Regions from separate parts of the Mus musculus genome. Here region 2 is linked to region 1. The links are chromatin contacts, called in public Hi-C maps. All regions are on one chromosome and are shown on one strand. The core of a region is the stretch at or near the end of the contact, and the rest is flanking DNA. Distances in the headings are between cores, read along the strand shown.

The links. Hi-C and Micro-C count contacts between places; a contact is called where the count stands out from the background.
Region 2: a Hi-C map of pre-pro-B cells shows a contact between it and region 1, with 3 times the contacts expected there. The contact joins the enhancer-like site here to the promoter of Atxn7l3b in region 1. A contact is called at or near these places in 1 of 39 promoter capture datasets (macrophages), 1 of 15 datasets of contacts at CTCF or cohesin (the NIH/3T3 cell line), 5 of 484 Hi-C or Micro-C datasets (conventional dendritic cells, conventional type 1 dendritic cells, granulocyte-monocyte progenitors and 2 more) and 2 of 115 datasets of contacts at active chromatin or transcription factors (the 230-238 cell line and bone marrow-derived macrophages).

The regions. Positions count from the first base shown.
Region 1 is chr10:112,924,831-112,932,326 of GRCm38.p6, forward strand. It overlaps Atxn7l3b (ataxin 7-like 3B), which reads right to left and starts at 4,196. Exons shown (of 1, transcript NM_001033474.2): 1 at 598-4,196. The coding sequence starts at 3,892. The coding sequence ends at 3,599. Gm22507 (a small nuclear RNA gene) reads left to right here and starts at 6,594; the gene lies at 6,594-6,754.
Region 2 is chr10:112,848,478-112,855,973 of GRCm38.p6, forward strand. No RefSeq gene overlaps it. Among named protein-coding and RNA genes, the nearest start is that of Gm3942, 14 kb to the left of the region's middle. Within about 2 kb of position 3,699, at least 4 of the 459 cell types and tissues checked have an H3K27ac peak or open chromatin away from gene starts, as enhancers often do. A contact at or near this core is called in pre-pro-B cells, where this site is marked.

The sequences.
Region 1 (7,496 bases), core at 2,946-5,445:
AATTGCATTTAATTACAACTCATGATCATGGAAAAGAAGGCTATTTGGAGTATTCAACTAGAAGTTTCCTACTCTGGTACTTTCCCATGCCTTCTGTCTTGTCTACTTCCCACCTTGAACTATGGTGACTTTGGACAGAACTAAATTTTATGTACAATTCCTAGGAAATGCTCAAACTGTAGATTACAATTAAGAGATGTTATTCAAAAGCAAACAAAAACCCTAAAGGAGTGGGACAAACTAAGGGACAGTAGGTAGGAAGCATTTTCTGCTACTTAACATTTGTCAAGTTAGTTTGATGATGACGTATATACTATAACAAATTTTGTACAAGTTAAACTACTACAATGCACCATTATTAGTAGCCCGGACTATATTTTACTGTCTTCTTACCTCATATGAAAAAGGGAACTTTATGTACTTTTTTCTTTAATAGACAGCCAAATTTGAAGGATTATATGAGAAATAAAAGCTAGACAGAGTTCCTCTGTGGATTTTGATGTACCTCCCATTCAAGTACCTAGATTCAAGAGTGGTAAAATATTTTGCTATGCCAACAACCCCTGGGAAACATGCCATTAAGAAGATGAGTCAAAATATTTCTTTTAAATTTTATTATCATTTAGCAATGGGAAAATGCAATTTATTTACACCAGCAGCCATATGGGCAGGGGGAACACAAGAGTTAATTAGCTATTTGTATAGGACGGATTACTTATTAAAAAATAAGAATCTCCAAAACAAAGGACAGTGGTGAATTTCAAACTACCCTCCCCCAATGATCCCAGCATGCGATAATGCCAGGTAGTGGCCCCTGGGCATGCGATGGTGGGAACTAATTTACTGAAGAAAAAAGCACAAACCACAGAAAATGTAAAGAACCCCTTCCCCCTATACACACACTCAGATACATAATAGGATTACTGGTTGGTCAATACAATGAACAGAAGAGGAAGGATAGGATTCTGCTGTTACAGGAGGGCAGGGGAAGGGGAGGGCTCCTAACCACTGTCAACTATATGCTGGAGAACATTTGCTCCCAAAAAAGTAGTTTGTTCCCTCAGGGCAATAATAGCTGGACTGAACCCACCTTTTATCTACACAGAGTGGGGAGCTACAGCCCTAATGAAAATGTTGGAGACAGAAAACAAAAGCAGTAACAAGAAGGGAAGTAATATGAGCAAACCCATTACCCCAAACTACTACCCACATCTTTATGTTCTAACCAGAAAAGGCAAGAAAACTAAAGTCACATTTGAGCTCCCTATCTGAAGGCAAGAGTGAGTGGGCCATGGCCTTTCTCCCTTTCATGTTTCCCAAGTACTTTATATAAGCAGGAATCTCACACTGCTTTTTTGTTTTTCCACAATTCACTGAAGGTTTTTAAAGAACTCATGTAGCAAGGTATCTTTTAAGTATTTTTTAGCTCCTGCCAAGGTTTTACTCACGTTCTCAAAATTCTTGGACTAAGGATCCAAACTGTAACTAGGCCCCAACCCTGAGCTGCAAAACTCTGAGAAGGCAACAACAGACAGTCTCAAGGCTCAAGCACTATAATTGCCTCAACTCTTTGAGTATAATCCAAATTAGTCCACACACTTCAAATAGCTCCTGGGAGAAGGAAGATACATACACAATAGGATTAGAAATGTGGAGCAGAACCAACTCCTTCCTTGTGTATGCCAGCATTCCTGGCTCTGCAGTAAGTCCTAAGAGGCCGTATCCAAGTAGCAATGGGAAGAAAGAACTCATGACAGGCAGGGAGATATACTAGCAAGGCAGCCTTATATAAGAGAAACACTTAGACATGACACTGCCTTGTAAATTTAAAAAAAGGTTGTTTTTTTTTTTTTTTTTTTTTTTTGTTATTTTCCCATTCCAATCCAAACAGAGGGAGCCATGAGAGATTCTCCTCTAAGGCTTCCATAAAAACAGGTAAAACAAAACAACATAAAAATTTAAAGTTAGAAAACGAAAACGACAACAAAAGGAAAAAGGAAACTTGTGTAGGCTTCGGAGGAGCAGCACTGGAAGATGAGCTGAAATTGGTCGAGAGAAAACCTAGTGTGGCAAGCAGCACCTGGAATCATGAGCTGCACCAGAGAGGCAGTGGAGCAGTGACAGGAACATGGCCAAGCCAGACAGATGAGGCTGGACCCTTTACTGGGGCACAGAATGAGGTAAGAAAACATTTCAAATAAAGCAGCACCTTTCTTTTCTGCTCACCTCAGGACTCCCACCCTCCATAACCCCCCATTTTAGGGACTGAAACAGACCAGTTTTGATATGCCACTCACTTCCCCTTTACTTCTAACCCTGCCTCCAACTTTCCATCAAGAAATATACAGCCCCTGCTGGAAGGAGGTTCTGAGGACCAAGTGATGAACTGCTGTTTGTGAGGGCAGAGAAGGTGGAGACAGTCTCAATCAGCACAGCAGAGGTCTGACTGCCCAGTTGATGAAGGAATTCTGCAACCATACCAGGTAAACCAGGCCTGTTTCAGGGCTCTTAGCATTAAACTCATTCACATTATTGAAGGCAGATGGAAAAAAGTTCCCTCCTGGCTCAATTTTTAAACAGCCTCCTGCTCTGCCATGATGTCCTTCTGTAGGTCAGTGGTACCACTGGAGGGCAGCGACCTGTCATAATGATCAAGTCAGACCCATGGGCTGGTTACATCACCAGTAACTCAAAAGTAGGAAAAAACCGTCCCACCAAACTTATGTCCGCAGTATGTAATTCAAGACATGAGTCTTCCAGTTGGACATGATGTGCAGTCGCGGAGGTACACTTCATCCTCATAGCATCAAAAGAAAATCTTCAGCTGTTTGAAAACCACCTTGTCCTTTGCCAAACCTTTGCCACTCAGTAGGATGGAAAGACAGGTCTTCTGATGAGCCAAAGGCAAGGCCTTGTCCCCACAAAATGCTGGACCTTTGGAAAACAGGTGATTTGGAACTTCTTGAAGACAAGGGCACAAGGGCTTCCCATCGAATTCAAACGGGAATATTAATATTTTTAGTATTTAAGTCACATACCTGACTTCTATTTGTATCAAAGAGGCCCAATTGGAGGCTTAGAAATCAGAGGAGCAGTCCACCGAAGCTGACTGATCAGGGCCTGACCATCAACACCATCTAAAACTTCGAAGGAGGCCCATGACATCAGGCAGATGCAGAATCTGAGAAACAAATAGAATTGTATAGGCTGGGTACACAGCTGCTCACCTGTGTACCGAGGACAGTTCAGGGTCCTTGCACATCCACATGTATTTTATACAGCTCAAAATACAGCACGACGCCTCTGGACCTTCTTCTGCCCAGGATTTCAGAGCTGGCATGGGAGACCCTTTCAAATGGACCGGGATTCCTAAATTCTCCTCTTTGGGTGTTTTGTTCGTTTTACGCCTTCTCGGTTTTTTTTTTTTTTGTATTTTAATGCTAAGATCTTGAAGGGGGGTAAATGGGACTTTTGTTTGCTTTTCCTTTATTTGTTGATTTAATTTTTTTTCTCTCCAACTTAGCTTATTCCTCCAAAGCCACGGGGACCAGTCTCTATTATTGTCCTGGTCACTGTGTCGCCCTCTCTCAGGTGGTGACTACTGGAATTCCGGAGGTGAACGCTGCAGCTCCGTCTGGGGCCCGTCCCCGGGATCCCCAGGAAGGGAGCAGAGCGGGAGGCGGCACGCGCCTTTGTCCTCCACTGGCTGGATGCCGAAATCCTTCACGCTCCCAGTGTCTGCAAACTCCAGGTAGAAGTAGCCACACTTGACCGCCCGGTGCACCTCAAAGCAGAAGCCCAGGCAGGAATCCTCTATCAGGTCTACATAGATCTCCTGGGCGATGGCCTCCAGCTTGTTAGTATCCAGGTTGGCCAACGAAATCTCCTCCATCTTAACCGGCAAGCGACCGTGCGGAGGGCGCTGGCTTTACTCACGGCACACTCGGGCTCCGCTAGGCCTGCAAGGCCTCTCCGGGCCTCGTCCTCCGGGACGGCAACGGCGACGACGGCGGCGTCCGCGGCGACAGCAACCGCCGCTCCGGAGCCCCAACGCTCGCTCGGCTGCGACGATCACCCAAGTTCGGGATTCTGAGCTGCACCCGAGCCCGGCTCGCCGCGAAAACCGTCTCGGCGCCTCACCCAGCCGTTCGGGCCTCTTCCTCTCGCTGACAGTCTGGGCCCGCCCCCCCACTTCCGCCCGGTGCTGCGCCTGCGCACTGGCTCCGCGCGGAGGCTGGGCTTGGGCTCGGGCTCTGGCGCAGTTCGCTGGCCTGGGAGCACTGTTGGTCTGTGCGAGCCAGTGGCGACAACTGGCATTCCTGCCTGTGTCTTTTTCTCTCTCCCGGTTCATAAAATGTTATCGACGATGCTATGGTATTTTGTTTAGGGCTTTAAACGTTCACTAATGCGTTCACCTGTGTTTCAATGATTTCTTACGTAAAAGGAGGAATAATAATTACTTGTCCAGTTGTGTAATCAATCGAATAATGATTTCAGGCATGTTTATCCACATACGACTGAAAATTTGACGTACAGGATTGGCTTGCAGTAATTTACAGTACTGCCGCAGTTGTCATTTAAATCCACTAGATGATGCAAGGAAACAAATTGCCCTATAGTTTATCTTTGAGGCTTTCTTTGAATGAAAACAACTAGAATCCTGACACTAAAGGCATAATTCAAATATATTGATCAAATAAACCTAAGGCATTTATCTCACTTATAAGACCATTAAGTCAGCGTGACTGTAAAGAAATGATTATATACGTCTCCAAATGTGCTACAAGATAAAAATGATGTGCGCTTAGTTTGGGGGAGGCAAAGAGGAGGGGGAAGACTTTCCTAAAGTTACACTGCTTTCACTGTGAGAACTGGAACCGTCCCACCAAATCCTCTGCAGCCAGCTCCTAACAACTTTTCTCATTTGACTCAAGCAAGTCCTTATTCTGTCACTGATAAAACACACTACTAACCACAATGGATCAGAAGATGCTAGCTAGCTATTCCTAAAAAGATTAGTTGTGAATTCAAACATAAGGAAATCACTGTATTCTTTCTTTACTTTTTTCTTTCTTGTTCATTATTTGATCCTCCTCTGCAACTGCTCTACTTTTGCAATTTATCAGAAAGAACTGTGGCTAAGGAAAAACTCAAATCCTCCTTTATAGCTTTCTTATGCAAGATTTCCAGATTAGAGAAAAGCATAAGATGATCATATTTTCCTCAGTACAGAATTACCTTACACTGATTGATTTAGAGTGCAAACTATTTGTAAACAACTGTATTTTCTAGTTGTCTATTTAATTAATTTAGATCTCACAAATTGGCAGATACAAATCATTTAGCTTATGCTACTTAATTTTTTTCTGCCCAGAGTTCTTTTTTTTTAATTTAAAAAAAGACAGAACTTTAAAAAAATTGGACTTTTGTATAATCTAGATGTTCTAGATTCAAAAAATTAACGTATTGACACATTGTGGGATCTGGACATACAATAAACCATGTAATGTTTAAGAGTACATGTTACTGAATCAGACTGCCTCCTACAGTAGATGCCTATGCGAATCTTGTATTGGGATCTGTTTTCTTGACATTTCAGGAATAGGTGTCATCACATAGTTTTGTAGTGAGACACATAGCAATACGTATAAGAATTTTCACATGGTGCTTGCATGATGTATACAGTGGTACAGACTGCCTAGTTAGATAAAGAAAATATAGTTAGGACTTCAAGCATCTTTGCTTTAAACTCTTTCCTCTTCAAACTAAGTGTAAAACTCTACTTTCCAGGTCTAGTACAAATTCAGAGACATTTGTGAAGTTTAGACTTTTTTCTGCAGGTCTTGGTTTGGGTCTGACTGTCTAGCTTCATGTCTAGCATGCTTTGACATTTGCTGGTGCTAACACATTTATTGCCAAACAAAAGTTCTTATTAACAGACAACTGTCCTTTGTCATTATCGATGTATAATTTGTTCATGCCAGGTCATTGAAAAATCTTTGTTCCCTTAATTTGACAAAACAAATAGGAGATTGTTTTTCTTAATCTTATACTGTGGGAGTTGGAAACTGTCTTGTATTTATCTAATACATTTAGTACAGTTCAATAAAAATTATTTCAAAGTATATGTGCTTTTATGTTCATAGAAATTCAAATAATGATAATTCTATTTACTCTGACTAAACAGTATTGTTTTGAAAATCTGTAGTCTAACTCCCATTTTGTCTTCTATTTGTATCACTAAATTGTCTTAATATGAATTGAAATATACTGGAGATTTCATTTATTTTTCTAAAAAATAAATGAGAAATTTATTGGTGATCTTAATGGAGTGTTGAATGTACTATATTTATTAATATTTAGTTCATTTTCTAAGTGCAATGCAGATAATATGGAGTACTTCATCATAAGTGGCCTTAAAGTATATGCATTAAAATAAGTAGTGCGCCAAAGGAATACCATCATTTTTCAACTATCTTTGACTTTTTTTTCTCCCCCTTAAACAATGTGTGCAATGGGAGAAGCCACTCTTTTAAAGAGGAAAACATTTGCATTCTTATATAAACATATTTATAAACATAGCCATATATTTGATACTTACTTGGCAGGGGAGATAGCATGATCGAGAAGACGTTTTCAGGGTGGGAGCTCATCACTGTACTTGGGATATTTTGGTACCTTTGGCTTCCCCAAATGGGAGAAACCAACAGCATAATTAGTGGTGGTAGGAACTGTGCTTGTGGTCTGCTCTGTAAATTAAACAAGAAAACACATATATTTTGGGTATGTCACTTTTGTATGCACAGAAAATAGAGACAAATGAGGCAGCAGAATGCATCCCAAAGTCAACTCATCCAGTTGCCAGTCATGTTCTAGAGTTATTTGTCAGAGAACATGTTTGTATGTGCAGGTTTATGCTTTAAAACTGTTTGTAATGAGATTGTGCATTTCTTCAGGGTTTCATGTCAGTCTTAAAAATCAAATAACTACTGAAACATTTTTAATTGTTTAATTTACACTCTAATTGTTGCCCTCCTTCCCAGCCCCCCCCCAAGAGTTCTTCACCCCCGTCCCCCGTCCCCTTTGCCTCTGAGCGTGTACTCCCCTCCCACCCCACCAACCCCCTCCCCCCACACCCATGTACCCCCATCTCATACCTCTTCTACTGAGACCAGACAAGGTAGTCCTCTGCTACGTATGTGCAAGGGGCCATGCATGGCCTTTGGTTGGTGGCTTAGTCTCTGGGAACTGCCAGGGGACAGAGAGGGTTAGGTGATACTGTTGGTCTTCCTATGCGGTTGCCACCCTCTTCAGCTCCTTCAGTTCTCCTCCTGACTCTTCATTGGGGAGCTCTTCCTGATCTCTGTCTTTGGTTGTAAGTATCTGCGTTTGTCTCAGTCAGCTGCTGGTAGAGTCTCTCAGAGGACAGTCATGCTAGGCTCCTGTCTGCAAGCACAACATGGCATCATTAATAAGTGTCAGGGTTTAACTTGGGG
Region 2 (7,496 bases), core at 2,449-4,948, 77 kb before region 1:
CATTAGAGGAAGGTTCCAAAAGAGTGGTGGTTGAGAGAAGAATCCCAGGAGAGCACAATGGCACAAAAGACAAGGTGATCAGGTGTTAGATGTTAGATGAAGGACTAGATGAGTAATACAAACTACAGTCCAGGCTCCCATTCCCGTTCATAGGATATTATACATCCTCGTGACAACAAGAATAGGAAACAAAATTGAAAAACAAATTCTCTTAAGTTAGTTAGGGAATTGAAGTCACAGAACAAATAGCTGCTCTAAAAATTAGAGACAGAAACAGATGGGCACCTACACACAGGTCCAGAGAGAGCCATGCTTGAGCCAATAACGGAGAGAAATTTAAATTGTAATTGTGAAGTCACAGGGGAATAATGGGAACAACACCTCATACTTCAGAGAGCACTTGCAGTATTGATGATGTGTTATAAAGTTATTAAAAAGAGGACATTAACAAAACTCAAAGTGGGAAAAATGTATGACCTCCAGAAACCAATATCTAATAAAAATATATAGCCATTAATACCCTTCTAAAACAAGCTCAGATAGGCACATTAATAAATTCTACCAGACATGTGGGTATTATAAAAATAAAGAGGCAGCATTTTATGGTATCAGAAGGAAAAAAATTAATAATCATTGCCTCTCAATTAATGTAGATTTGAAAAATATAATCAAAACAGATTGTAAGGATATTTAATAGAAAACAAGAAACAGAGATGGTGAATGAAATATGAAATGCACGTCACTATTCACAGAACAGGAATTCAAGGTATTGATAGAGGGACAACATGAGAAGAAACAGAAAGAAAAATGGTAAACACCTAAGGCCTGAAGTTCGTGGCGATGATTAGTGTTTAAAGTCACTTAAAATACCAAACAGGATACATTGAAAATATACAGCAGCTAATCTAATGCAGCATCTTTAAAACAATAAGACTTTAAACATAACTAAAGAGAAAGACTACCTTCACAGTAGTCAGGCTCACAGGTTTCTTATCAACCATTTCAGAATAGAGGAAACAGTCACTACATTGAAGTGAAGATTAGATATTTTATATATTTCCATTAGAATTCTATACCCATGAAGCAATAATTAAGAAAAAGTTGAAATAAAGTCATTTGTCATCCAGCAAAAAAATGATGAAAACACCTGGAGTCCCTGGAGTCCTTGACTGATGAACTTAAATATTTAGTCAGTGTATATCTGAATGCAGACATATTTTCATGGTCTTTATCAAAATCCATCTTGAAGGCTTGCTGCTGAATAAATTCACCCTTTCTAGCTCTATCTAAACTCTGGATGGCTGATTCAACTCAGCTGTTTCTGGTCCAAACCCTAAGCTGACTGATTCAATCTGGCTTCTCACAGCTTCTTACTGAATTGCTCTGCTTGGCCTCTAACGTTGGTAATTTCTTCTGGCTCCTTCTCACTCTATGGTTCAACTGCCTCTGCACAAACTCACGAATGAACTCAAGTCCACTGCATTGACTGAACTGGACCCAACTGCATGCCACTCTGAACTGTGCTGCACTGAACTGTCTCTATCGCTGTCTGTGCTGCTCTCTTAAGTCACCTCACTTTCCTGTGAGTTGAGCATATCTTATCTCTGACTCAGTCTGTCAAGTCTCCCACTGATGCATAAGACCACCTTCCTTGTCCTTTAATTAAAAATCACTATTATTATTATCATCATCATTATCATTATTATTTACAATCCAGCAGTTGCCTCCTCCTTGTCCCCCTCCCACAGTTCCTTGTCACATTACTTCTTCCCCTACCTGTCTCCAAGAGGATGCCTCCCCATCACACCTCCCCCCTCCCTGGGGCCTCAAGTCTCTCCAGGATTAGAAGCATCTTCTCCCACTGAGGCCAGAGCAGGCAGTCCTCCACTATATATGTGTTGGCGGGGGCGGGGCTGTGAGTGAGATGTTGAACCAGCTCATGTACGCTGCCTGTTTGGTGACTCGGTGTCTGGGAGCTCTCAGGGGTCTGGGTTAGTTAAGACTGCTGATCTTCCTGTAGGGTTGCCCTTGTCAGCTTCTTCCATCCTTCCCCTAATTCAACCATAGGGATCCCTGCCTTCAATCCAATGATTGGGTGTAAGCATCTGCATCTGTCTCAGTCAGCTGCTGCTTGAGCCTCTCAGAAGACAGCCATGCTAGGCTCCTGTCTGTAAGCACATAATAGCATCCCTAATAGTGTTGGGCCTGGGTGCCTCCCCATGAGGTAGATCCCAAATTGGGCCTGTCACTGGACCACCCTTCCCTCAGTCTCTTCTCCATTTTTGTCCCAGCAGTTCTTTTAGACAGGAACAATTCTGGGTCAGAAATTTTGACTGTGGGTTGGTAACCCCATCCCTCCACTTGAGGCTCAGTATCTACTGCAGGTGTACTCGTTGAGTTCTCTCTCCCCACTGTTGGGCATTTCATCTAAGGTCACTTCCACTGAGTCCTGAGAGTCTCTCACCTCCCGAATCTCTGGTATTTTCTAGAGGGTCCTTCCCATATCACTTTCAAACATGGCTTCTTTCTTCTATGCTCTAACCTTAGCTACCTTGTTTGGAATTAAAGGTGTGTACTAACCATGTGTCTGTATTCCAGCCAGAGGAATAAACAGTGTATATCCTGTCTGCATGGCAGCCATATTATACAGACCTAAGTTTTGGATGTGATCCATTGCCTCAGCAGTCATATTCCTGGATTAAAATTCCTCCATATTTGCTTATGATTTTGTGTGCTCAGCTTCATGAGCTAATGACATACAAACTGCTTCAATAGGTAGCTTCAGAAACTCTACACACGAAGTTTCCTTCCTCTAAATTAAATAATAACTTACCCCTATCATTTCCACATTAATGACAGATATTTTATTTAACAAATTTACTCTTATTTTTGTGTAAACTTTTTTTTTTATTTTAGCTATAGTTTCCAACTTAGGCCTGCCGCTCAGTTTCTTACAATTCATTCATTCATTCATCAGTTCATCCATAAATTCATTCATTTACTCAGAGACATTTTCTCACAGTGTACTCTAATCTGGCCTGAAACTTACTTGTAGCCCAGGTTGTCCTACAAATTGGCAACATTCCTCCTGTGCTAGGCCACTGAGGGCTAAGATTGCAGGTGTAAATGTCAAAACATCTCTTTCCTGTATCCACCACACACAGTAAATGTTCTTGCTATCCTATTATGAAGTTAAACAGATTCTTTTTATGTTACTCAGCTATTTACTTGGATTTAGTGTTGGCATAATTTTATGGTAAATATGCAAACATATTACTGTGGAAATTTGTTGGCTCTTTCAGCTGGTAAACTCAACTCATCTAAACAAACACATAAAATATAAAAATCTTCTATAAATATTTTGGCATTGAGTACAACTCTTCCCTAAAGAGGGCTTATTTTTCTTACTGATATTAGAATTCAGTACTTAGAATGGATTTTCAGGACTTTATGTAGAACCTTGACCAAGATGTTTAATTTCTTTGAGAGTCAAATTTTACAGTTACTAAGTGAGCTAATATATGTTAAAAACACTTCTAGAGTAAAACTACTTCAGTCATATATATATATTCCAAAAATTTTATCCAATAACAAAAGAGTTATTATGGGACATCCATTATATATAAAGCACTGAACCGTTAAACATGTCATTGTCAGGGGCTGTAGAGATGGCTAAGTGGTTAAGAGCACTTGTGGTTTTTGTAGAGGAACTGGGATTGATACCAACACCCACAACCACCCACAACTCCAAATCCAGAAGACCCAACAACCTCATTTGAATTTCTCAGATACCAGGGGCATTATACATACATATGTGCAAGCAAAATACTTATACAAATAAAATCTAAAAATCATTTAATGTGATATTATGTTTGATACAGGATGCATATTACTCAATAAATTTATGAGAAAGCAATTAATATACTTTCTCAGAGTAAAACCACTAGAGGGCAAGTTCTGAATATATTTTATCCATTTGAATACCTGTTATATTAACTTTAATACATTCAATAATACATTTAATATGATTTTAGAGGGATAGTGGAAAGGTACAATTCACAGCTGGAAGAGATCTCATATGATTCATAAATAGTATAATGTGAAAGTGAAATCATATTTCTTTTTATCCTGCTTACTCTAAAGGTTTACTGAATTCTAAGTACCAGTAAGAAAAATAAGCCCTCTTTAGGGAAGGGTTTTACACAATACCAAAATATTTATAGGAGTTATTTATTGTACTTACATTGTTGTTTGGATGAGTTTGGTTTAGCAGCTGAAATATCCAACCAATTTCCACAGTGATATTTTTACAGCCTGTTCCCTTGTACATTACATCACTATGGCATTTCCTTAGACACAAAATTATTTTAAACATGCATTAAATCCCTTGCTTGTCTATCATGTAAATACTTATGGAAATGAGTGTTAGTTCTAAAATTGTCAAAAAAGTAACTGTCTCAGGGGTGACTTTTGTTCCCTGAAATCTCGGCATTGAAGAAAAACCCTGACACTCTTCTTGCTGTCTCAGTCTCCCTGGACTGCTGCAACAAGCATAGTATAAACTGGATAGTTCAAAGGCAGAGGATATTTATTTCTCACAAATCTACAGTCTGCAGAAGGTCCAGTTGACTTAGTTCATGATGAACCTCTGCTTCTGTATACACAGCTGGTCCCCCTGGATCTTAACCTCATGCCAGAGGTGAAGGGTCCCCAATGGACATCTTTCATCATGATACTCTATCCTCAAGTCGCAAGTCTTAGGGAAATAGCCAACTCTTAAAAATCCTATTTCTAAAGATTACCAATTGTGAGCTAGAACTCCAACTGCTGGATTTCTAAGAATTTCACAAATTACCTCGTCTATACAAAATAATAATGTCGAAAGGTACATATTTTCAGAGTAATTTATAATGTATTTTAAAAGTTGTGTGTGTGTGTGTGTGTGTGAGAGAGAGAGAGAGAGAGAGAGAGAGAGAGAGAGAGAGAGAGAGAGAGACTGTCTGTGTTTGTGTCTATGGGAATGAATTCCATGGGTGTGCATGTTTTATGGATAGCAGAAGAGGCCCTCGGGTTAACTGGAGCTGAAGGAAAAAGCAGTTATGAACTGTCTAGTGTGGATACAGGCATTATATCCTGTGGATATGGTATCTTCTGGAAGAACAGCAAATAATCTTAATCACTTAGCCATCTTTCCAGAACCAGAGTAGAATGCACACACTGGGAAGAGAGGCCCCTTAGTATTGCAAACTTTATATGCCCCAGTACAGGGGAATGCCAGGGCCAAGAAGCAGGAGTGGGTGGGTAGGGGAGCAGGACTGGGGGAGGGTATAGGGAACTTTCAGGATAGCATTAGAAATTTGAAATATATAAAAAGAAAATATCTAATAAAAAAAAGAAAAAGAAAAGTGTACAATACAGGCTATAAGTGAAAAGGGAGGTTCCCTTTTTAGTTTTCCATATATATCATTATCTTTTGGCTTTTTAATACCAAAAGCATAAAATCCTCATTTTAAAAAATGTTTTCACCAAACTCAAACACTATTGTGGAGGACAACAAGAGCTTGCTGACAGGATCCTGACATAGCTGTCTCCTGAGAGTCTCTGCCAGTGCCTAACAAATACAGAAGTGGATGCTCACAGCCATCCATTGGACAGAGTGCAGGGTCCCCAATGAAGGAGCTAGAGAAAGGACCCAAGGAGCTGAAGGTGTTTGCAGCCCCATAGGAGGAACAACAATAAGAACTAGCCAGTACCCCCAGAGCTCCCTGAGACTAAACCACCAATCAAAGAAAACACATGGTGGGACTCATGAGTCCAGCTGCATATGTAGCAGAGGATGGCCTAGTGGGTCATTAATGGGAGGAGAGGCCCTTGGTCCTATGTAGGTTCTATACCCCAGTATAGGGAAATGCTAGGGCCAGGAAGCAAGAGTGGGTGGGTTGGTGAGCAGGGGGGAAGGGGGGGGAATAGGGGGGTTTTGGAGGGGAAACCAGGAAAGGGAATAACATTTGAAATGTAAATAAAGAAAATATCTAATTTAAAAAAATGTTTTCCATCTTGCTTTCCTGAAATAATAATGTAGTCATGGAATATTCCCCCAAACTGAAATACATCACTCAAATATATTGACAATTTTACAGGCAAGTACAATCAATCAAAAATTCAGATCTGTGAAGCCTAGGCCTAACGGATACATCTTCAAACAACTCCCATATCTCAGGCTCAGGGGACATTACAAATGAAAGAGCAGAAAGATTGTAAGAGCCAGAGGATCAGGGAGTTTGCTGTGAGATAATGTCTCCTAGTAATGTCAGAAGCATCACCCATTAAAATTTACCACTATGACTGTCTAAACATGAGCTAAGCAAGGACAACACAAGAGAAATACCAAAGTAGATGGAGGAAAGCTCAGTAGGCTTCAAACCTATGGAACGAACTACAAACAACTACGGAATGCTGTGATTGGGAGAAATAGTTCTCCCCAGGAAACAGCACAGCAGTTGGTTATCTAATACCAAATGGTCAGCCCATAAAATATTTGTACAAATACTATTTTATATAAGCTGAGCAGGTAATAATTAGGAATATATATTCTTAAATAGATATTCTTAATAGATATACATATGGTAATTTATTATATATTTAGGAATATATCATATATTCATATATACTTGGAAATCAATATGACATATTCATATTATACATATTTATATTTTATAACATGCTATATGCAAATATAATTTTTATTTATGTACCAATACACACACACACATAGGCATATAACAACAACCATTGAAAAGGACCACGAATTTGAAGAAGAACCAGTAAGGGTAAATGGAACGTTTTGAAAGGAGAAAAGGAAATGGAGAAATGATGTAATTATATTATAATATCAAAAATCAAAGAAAAACATTAAAAAGAAACATCAAATGAAGTTGTTTCTGGAGATGAAAATAGTAAGTGACTATTTTACAAATTTGATCAGGTAATCTAAAGTTGGCTTGACACTGGAGCTAATCTGGGCAGTAGAACTGTCTTAATCAGAGTAGAATGTATGAATTTTAGCATTAGAATATTATTGTTCAGACAATTAGCTCCATCATTTGCCAGTTGATAATCCTAAGGAAGTTATTAAACTTATCCTTCAGTATTGAAGGGAAATGATAATGGGTTGTGCATAGTCTAAGTAGAGGATATGTTGAAATATTTAACTGATTTTAATCAAACATTTAGGAATATATTAAATGCTCAAATTTATGTTTATCTTGTTATTATTTTATAGAACTTCTTTTTAGAAAAACTAACGGATCCAATTCACAATCAACCTGGGGCTAAATTAAGAAAAGGAACAAAAATCTCAGCACTATTACAACTTTTGCCAAATTACTGCAACTTTAACATGTAGTGGTTAGCAATTTAATTTACTTTATTCAAAGTAGAAAACAACATAATTTTACTTACAAGCCTAAGAAAAGCATACAATGAGTAAGCAACTC